Linked DNA regions of Bicyclus anynana: region 2 is linked to region 1. The links are chromatin contacts, called in public Hi-C maps. All regions are on one chromosome and are shown on one strand. The core of a region is the stretch at or near the end of the contact, and the rest is flanking DNA. Distances in the headings are between cores, read along the strand shown. Region 1 holds the start of LOC112056718 (scm-like with four MBT domains protein 1). Region 2 holds the start of LOC112048368 (cytochrome c oxidase subunit 5A, mitochondrial).

What was found. Hi-C and Micro-C count contacts between places; a contact is called where the count stands out from the background.
Region 2: a Hi-C map of whole body shows a contact between it and region 1, with 1.8 times the contacts expected there. The contact joins the promoter of LOC112048368 here to the promoter of LOC112056718 in region 1. A contact is called at or near these places in 2 of 2 Hi-C or Micro-C datasets (whole body and whole larva).

The regions. Positions count from the first base shown.
Region 1 is chr1:18,180,207-18,184,675 of ilBicAnyn1.1, forward strand. LOC112056718 (scm-like with four MBT domains protein 1) reads left to right here and starts at 2,248. Exons shown (of 12, transcript XM_052881186.1): 1 at 2,248-2,450. The coding sequence starts at 2,379. It overlaps LOC112044278 (CSC1-like protein 2), which reads right to left and starts at 1,676. Exons shown (of 1, transcript XM_024080075.2): 1 at 1-1,676. The coding sequence starts at 1,384.
Region 2 is chr1:18,346,083-18,350,551 of ilBicAnyn1.1, forward strand. It overlaps LOC112048368 (cytochrome c oxidase subunit 5A, mitochondrial), which reads right to left and starts at 1,845. Exons shown (of 3, transcript XM_024085866.2): 1 at 1,639-1,845; 2 at 136-291. The coding sequence starts at 1,775. It overlaps LOC112048357 (bifunctional arginine demethylase and lysyl-hydroxylase PSR), which reads right to left. Exons shown (of 3, transcript XM_024085855.2): 2 at 4,170-4,469; 3 at 3,042-3,850. The coding sequence ends at 3,464.

The DNA.
Region 1 (4,469 bases), core at 998-3,497:
GTTGAGATTTAGTCCAATGTGAAAGGAACTTATCGGAGAATGCCACAATTGCTGGCATCACTGCTGCCATAGTCCACAGGAGCAAAGTCGGTAGGAACTCGAAAATCACGGTGCTGATGCGGTCCAAGCTCTCTGGCTTTACAACCACTGTTCTAAAGAGGTTAACAATAAAAGCTGGTGTTGTCAAGAAGAACAGGACTATGAAAAGGCAACAATTGATTAAGATGGCCTTGACATACCAGATACCGGGCTGCACTGATAAATTCTCCCAAATAATATCAGATGGGTTTGTGGCATGGGTTAAAACCCAACCCCTATGTAAGCTAAAATGGTTGATGACATGCTCAGCGAGTTGGTAGGAAGGTAGAGTTAAGAAAGCAATGCCTAACGGGTCATTGAGGACCATAGCTTTACATCTTTTGGCCTCATCTTTGAGACGTTTCTCTTCCACTGTGTAATATTCTAAGGCATCAACTTCAGGCCCGCAAAGAGTTGGTTTGACAGTAATCCTCTTTCCCGTCTTCCTGAAATATGTATCTGTGTATATCAGAGCTTCACTCACCATTTCCTTCTTCTCTTGTACTTCATTCAACTTGTTGATGTTGTAAGCAAGGCGGAGATCCACAATTTGTATGTGTGGGAAGTTGTGTGTAAAATATCCTCGTATAGTGGCCTCGTTTCTATCAGCTCTCGAAATGTTTGTAATCATAATAGTACCAGTCATCGAGGTGGGGACTGGTTTCCTGCCAGTGCATCTTCTCATGATTAGAACTGATATAGGCAAAAATAAAATACTCATCAGTGTATGTACCCATAGCCAAGGCGATTGCCCGTTTATGTTGGATAGAGTAGTGCGACTGAACGTGTTTGCGTCCAGTTGGTATGATCCTTGGAAGTTGATTGGTAAAATTATACCTATGGAGACTAACGTGACGATGAACATAAGCGTTATCGCGTGTCTCTGGAAGGAGAGGTAGTGGACGGCATCTGGGCCGCATTTAGCGAGGACGTGCTCGCGGGTAAGGCGGAACACGGCCGGCAGCCAGGCGAAGAACCCTTCGTCGATGCTCAGAGACTCGTCTGCACTCCGTCGTCTCTCTACCAAAGCGTCGTTATCTCCGCCGCGGTAAAACAAATTCGTCCACCTGCTCTTCGACCGCTGCACGAGCGCCATACGCCCGTAGTTCCACGCCGTGCGCCGCAGAACCGTAAACAATAATATCAAACATGTCCATGATATCACGTTAAGAATCAAAGTTTGCGGTATCCCATTGTACGCCCCCGTAATTATTACACTCTGCGATGTGTTCAGGAGCATACAGCCCTCGTCGTTGGTCCCATTCGAAATGTTGGCTGCTAAAGACTGAAACATATTGTCCTGCATTCTTGATGTTACTTCTCGATCGGCGAAGAGAAAGTGTTTAGTGATCACATAATTTGGACACAAACGCACTGCGATATCTTAACTGATTAGTCACGTTAGTTGCTAACACTTATACACTTGTTTAACTGTACAATACTGGTTTCATATTGTTCCTTTTAAAAATTAATTATCTTGACAAAGAAATAAATACAGGAATGACAAATTGCCTAATCAAACTCAACTCCACAGATTAATAGATAATAATCAAATAAAACTCAACTCATCAAATAAAAAATTAGAGTTACAGACAAACAACCTGAATTGGGAGTATTATATTGTGGCCTGAATTTTTTTTCTATAAATAGTAGTCTATGCTTTTGCTTATCAAGAATTTTCCATGGATAGATATTTTCTTTGGATTGTCGTAACGGATACAGTGTACATGCATTGTATTTAACTTTTTAATATATTTACGGCTCTGAATAATAAATTATTAAAAGACTTAAAGAATATAACCCACTCTCAGACCAATTTACCATTGGACTTGTATCGCTCTCAAATTCAGACATCTTAATTATTTGTCTGTCATTTTTGAGGGGACGAGTTAAACAGCCATCGAAAATATTTAACGTTGGATCGTTGACCATACTTTGACAGAGGGGAAAGGCTAGTGAGGCAGGTCCCTATATAACTCGTCTGAGGTACAGCTAAGCACAAACCAATGGGCTCGAATGAGTTAGAACTCAGAGCTGCAAACCCAGTTTAAAAAAAACTTTTTTCTCTGTCTACGTATTTTAGCGGAAATTACGGAAACCGGATGTATCTTTGACTGTAACTGAGTTACCAGATGGAAAAATAAATTCGAATGAACTTCAATATTTTTTCAATTTCATTCAGTAAAAAAACTCCAAAGGAAGGGTGCTGAAGTTTCGTTTTCATGTAGAGCTTAAATTAAAATCAATTTTAAACCAATGAAGTTAATGAAGTCCCTAACTAAACCGTAGTTTGCTAAACAATGGAATTCGATTGGAATAATTATTTAGAAGATACAAAAAGCGTCGCTGTACCCGAAGAATTATTTTCTCATGTAAGTTGCGACTTTTAACTGCTGTTTAATGTTGTATAATTATTATTGATAAAAGTACTTTAGATCTAGTTTTATTTGTTTAAAAATGGTTTGTTTGAATTTGTTTGTTGATTATTTATTATGCTAAAAATAAATAATTTTTAGAGATAGCTTAGATGAGTTAAGAAAAGTTGCTGAAATATATTTTTTGAACAGATTCGCGACAAAGGCCATGGGTAAGCTATTTTTAGATCGCTGTGTACAAAAACTATTAAGATAGTCTTAATATACTAGGAAATCTCTATTAATTAATTTATTTGGTCCTATTATTTTAATTATTATTGAATTATGATTAACCATATGGAAAGCACTATCAAATGTTATTTATGTGTGCCAACTCATTACAATTGAATAATAACGAAACTAGGATTACAATAATTACAGGAAAATTAATTTCATAAATATACTAATTGTATTTTGTGTATATTATAATTAAATAACTTACCTATATTTTGTAAACTAACTGAGCAATAAAGTTAGTTTACAACATATAATAATTATTACACATACATTATAATTATTTACTTAATAAAATAAATTATCTATAATCTTAAAATAATTACCTAAGTAACATCTTTCTGTTCAATAAACTTACCTCTGCAATAAACTTAGCCTCATGAATATTAACTAATAACTCATTACTAGAACATTATGATTCAAATCCACTTTTCACAATAAGTAAGAAAAATATTTAAATAATTACTATAAAAATCACAGATGAATGATATACCTAGTAACTACCATAGAAATAATAATTAAAAATGTGAAATTAATATTGCTTTATGTGATTAATTATACTGTAACTAGTATAATGTTGTAAGTATTATTAATTATTACATGTAGTATTGTTAGTTGTAAGTATAATTTGAAATTAATCATAAAAATTATTCCTATTCTTTGTTATGATGTGACCATGGATTTAAAATTATGCACGATATGTTAATCTCAATTTTCAAGGTGACTAACTCTTTGCTGAATTTAACAATACATTGCAGTACTTATATACATGTTTTATAGAAGTGGAAATATGGAGATTCCAAAAGATACATAAATCATAAGTATAAAATATAGCATATAACTGATCACTTGCTGATAATGTTGTTTTCCATTGGTGAAGAATTTTTAAAATCAGTTCTGTAGTTTGGGAGCCTATCAGTAACAAACAAAAAATAAAGTCTGTATAATATTAATTAAGACTAGCAGACACCTGTGACTTCATACTAGTGGAAAAATCTGACTCCTTTACTGATAACTTTGATGACATCTTTAATAATAATCTAATAATATATATTTATAAAAATGAATTGCTGTTTGTTAGTCCAGCTAAAATTCGGCGGAATAGATGTATCCTATCTAGGTCTTGAAATGTTTGTGGAGGTATAGGTGAGAAAAATTAGAATAATTGCCAGGATTTTAGGAATTCTATTTTCCATAAAAACATTTAAGAGTCAAGGGGTAGTATAGAGTAGTGTACTGCTAATATAATAAATATGTGGTTCTGTTCAATCTTTTTAAAAGGAAGGAACACTATTAATTGGAATGTTTAAAAATGTCTTGACTGTAGCTCAGAATTATGAACATACAAGATATAAAAAAAATATCACAGCATTAAGAAAATTCTGTAATCTGTAATTAACAGACTACATAAAATAATAGAAAGATTATCAAAAATCTTTACTTCTATACTAATACTATAAATGCGAAAGTAAGTCTGACTGTCTGTTAACTTTTCATGACTAAACGGCTTAACCGATCAAGATGAATTTTGGTATTATGATAAATGGGACCTTGGAGCAGAACATAGCCTACTTTTTATCTATAAAATAAAAAGAAAAGGAGGTGAAATAGGGGTTGAAAGTTTCTATAGAAAGTCGTCCATTTTTAGAGTTACGGTTATAAAAATTTGTGCTTTTAAAATAATAATCTAAAAAATTTAAGAAAATTCAACCTGGGTTGAAGCAGGGGTTGAGCTTTTTTATG
Region 2 (4,469 bases), core at 595-3,094, 170 kb after region 1:
AGTTTAATCTTGATAACAGTTACAGTAATATCAGTTCAATATGTCCAGGTAATAGGACTGTATTTTAGATAACATTTTTTTACCAAGTAACCAAATAGAAACCTCTTTTCTTAGTCAAAAAATAAACAGACTAACCTAACAGCCAGGGCGTAGTCGTTCACCCTCCTGCAAGCACGCATGGCTGCGCTTATGATCTTCGGGTCAGGCACCAAGTCCATACCGCACAGGTCATTCATTCCCTTGCGAATCTCCCAGCCATCAATATCTCGTCGGTTGAAGAATGCTTCATACCTGAAATTTTAAAAATATTTTATATGCTTTTACAACTGTACTTGTATGTATTATCCATAACAATTTTTTAATGTCGATATTTCAATCCAGTTGTGTTGTTTTATCGTGGTATGTACCCGTTTAAATAATATTCATAATGAACAACCACGAAATAAGTTTAAAATAATTAAATTGTATTTGTCTGTGATAAATGGGAAGTAGTAATCATATTTAGGGAGAAGGATAACAAAGGTAAACTTTTTGAACCGTGCATCCTTCTAGAGTCCAGAAGTTTCTTGGTAATTAGACTTTCAAACAAAGAATGTAAAAACAATTTGTAAGAACTAAAGAATTTAGGGCCACTATCAGGAAACTGAAGTAGAAGTGATCACACACTTGGGAGAAATGAATGTTAATGTTCACAGGTAAACTAAAAAGAGCGACAGCTGAGGCAAAGATAGGCGTGCTTTAAAGCCTAACATACACACCACAACATATATCGAGAAAAAGAAAGACAAATGTCAACCAATAGCAGCACACTCAAATCGCTTTCTCTCTTTCATGGTGTTGGGACTAAAGGGAGAGCTATATTTTAACTCTACAACTATTGGCTAACAATATGTCTTTTTCTCTTTTCAATTCAAGATATGTTGTTGACTAATGATAGGCCTACAGGGTAACTAGACATGAATTGCAAGAAGGCACAGTGGGAATTGGTAGACATCAGTGGAAAATATCCTAATAGTGGTTCATATGATGTTTTTGCTTATTTGTTATTCAAATAATTATAATGTATTTTAGAATATATATCTATATCTATAACTTTATCACCACAGAGAAGTACTTTTATAGCCTGGTCTCGTGATAAGCTCTAATGTATTGTTTCACCTAGGTCTAGGACCAAGGAGTTAAGTTCTAAAATGTGTATATATCTTCATTAGTGTATATGCAAACCAGAACTGCAAGGTATAGAAATATCACACAAAAACTACTGAAATAATTGGGTGTGTTTTAGAGATAGCCTGAATTAAACATACTTTTAACTTGATCTGTTAGTTTAGTATGATTTCATCAATAACTGTGACATAACTGTCCAGTAGGCATTAATGTACATTTTCATATTGACGCTACTTGTTGTAGATGTGTAAAAAAATAAAGATAAAAACCTAACCTAACCAAAAAGTTGTCTACTAATTAATAATAGAGCTTTTTCAGGGTTCAGATTTTTAAGATCAGAGCAAATTGGAATAGCTCAATATTCGCAACTTTAGGACTCTGCATAGTATACTAAATTTAATATGATAACAATATGTAAAGGAGAAAAGATAACATATATTCTGTTACATAACATTAATTTTTAACACTAACCTGGCATCGAATTCTTCGTCGGATTCCTGGGGACCATCGTGCGATCTCCTCACAGCATTGATGGCGCATACCCTAGTGGGTGAAACCAGAGATTTTTTTAGTGCATTTACTAATCTACCTGAAGTGGATCGCAACATTTTTATTCAATTTTTCCTTGCGCTGTACAAAATCACGATAACAAATGGCTGCTGAAATTTGAAAACCATAGACAATTTGACAGCTGTATCGATTTTAATAACCACAGACGACAAATGAAGATTTTAATGTTTACCCACAGATTAGATATAGAGATAAAAAAATATTGAAAAAAAACACTTTAGTAGATATTAGGATATTCGAGCCGGTGGCCCGTGCCCCGAGGCCGCCGGCCGGTTCTTAACTCATGACTCATTTCACTAGACAGACCCGGATTTTATGATGCTCCAACTTCCAGAACATTTTTTTTATAACGCTTACCTAAAGCTATTTACTCTGGTGAAATTTACACGTCGGCCGTAGACCTAGACCGGCGTTCCATTAGAGTCCACCTACAGAAGGCAGTTAACGTTATAGGCAAATGGTTCCGCCTCTGGCGGATAGAAGTCAACCCAGAGAAAAGCGCAGCCGTGCTTTTCACTGGCAAACCGGTCCTCCGAAAAAAAACCCGTAATCAAAGAAGTCTCCCTTTATGGAGCTCCCATCCCCTGGCAATGTACTGCCAAAATACCTGGGCGTAACCTTTGACAACCGCATGCTTGCTTCTCCATGCACATCAATAAAGCGTGGAAAAAGGTTGCACTGCAATGCACCGCCTTTACGCAATGATAAACAAAAAAAAAATTGCACCTCCGTTCAAAGCTAACGCTTTATAAAACCACGACTCGTCCGATCTTAAACCTACGCTAGTGTAGTGTTTGCCCACCGTCCCAAAACTACCTATAAGCCGCTCCAAACATTACAAAACCGGTTTCTGCGACAAATTGGGCGCACCGTGGTTCGTACGCAATAACGACTTCCATTGACTTTCTTTATTTTTCTACTATCTTTATTTCAGCCTTCGGGTCTCATCAGGCGAAGCTTCTGCGCTCGCCCAAACCCCCCGGTGTCACCGTAGTGGTCCCACATGGAGCCATCGGCACACGAACACGAAAAAAAAAATGGTGAAATGTTTTACGTTACACCATATAACACCCACCCATATGTTACACACCATGTAACACACACACTCACTTACACTGACGCAAAGAATTTAATTTATTTACTGATTAAGCGTCATCGCCTTGATGCTTTGGAAAAAAAAGCTGTTTTTTTCAAAATACAAATCTTAATTTTTTGCAAGATATTAATTTTATTTTTTTAAAAAAATATCAATTATAATGCAACACATAGGTCTAAATCATTAGGATTTAATAAAAAGACAAATGCCTCATGACAATATTATCGTATATTAAGAAGGTTGGTCCAATAACAAAAAACAAAATATAATTTGATAAACACAGTGGCATAACTATAGGGTGGAATGGCAGGTAGAATACCAGGGGCCACCAGCATGATGGGGTTTCCAGACAGCAAGGCTACAAACTCATAAATTTATTATTATTTAAAATTATTTAAATAATAATCAACACTGTGACCATTATTCTGGAGCCCCAACCAATAAACTTGCCATAGCTCTCAGATGGTAGTTACATCACTGGACAAACAACAATTTATGTCAATTAAACCTAATAATACCAAATACTTATAATAAACAAGAAATAATAATAAAATAAACTGATAAAATTGTCGCTTACATAAATAATAATTAATTAATTACATAATATTATGAATTGAACTACAAGTTACTTCAAACTTTTCGTTTTCTCTTTTTCTTATGTGCCGTGATACTCTCTTGGCCGCTATCTTCTTCATTGGAACTAGCTGTCGAGCTACTGTCACTGTCACTGCTTGAGGAGCTGCTATTGGAAGAGCTATCCGAAGCTACTCCTGTACCCTGACTCAAGTCCATGCTACTTGCGATCTTATAAAGCTCTGGATCTTTGACTTCTAGTACTTTAGCCCACTTCTTTGAAAGCTTCGGCCGCCCTCTCACTGTCTTGTGCCAGACAACTGGGAAGTTGGTGCGACTGCAAAAGTTCTGCGTCACAGCCACAGTGTCATCTAGATTGAGAACAACGTGCCACCAACCGCCAGGGACAAACACTGTCTCACCAGGCTTCTGAAGGATTTCAACCTGAAATTCAAAGTTTTAAGCAATTTGTATTTAAGACAAGACTTTGTTATTTCCTTGGTTATTCAAAGATTAAATGTTTGTTATTAAAAAAATCCTTGTTTATTTTGTCTATTATTATTGAGACTTTAATGTTGCAACTTAATAATGTGTTTTGAAAGAGTTACTATATTTTTACATACAATGACTCATTACCATATGAGTTATTTCACAATAAGCAGTACTGGGTCATAAGAATAAACAAAAAGAGATATATAAAACGGGTTGATGATGATGGTCTAAAATACTAGTGGTTACATGCACAAATCAAAAACAATCATACTGGTTTATATTCTTTGGGCCAGGAATCCAGTTGAGTCTTAGGATAAATAAGTTTGAACCAAGTAATAGCTTCATCTCTCTGTTTACCGCCCATCAGTCCAGTCACTTTTATCAGTTCTCGAGGTGTCTGGGTTGGAAATAAGCACCATCTCTTGTGCCCAAAGACCAATGCATTCCAAGCACTCGTACCCAACGGGTCAATATGTATACCAGTACCAGACCGCTGAGGCCCCATCACAAACCAGCGGTAAGGTGGGCGTCTCTCTTCCCCGCAGTACTTAAACAAATCATCCCTAAAGTA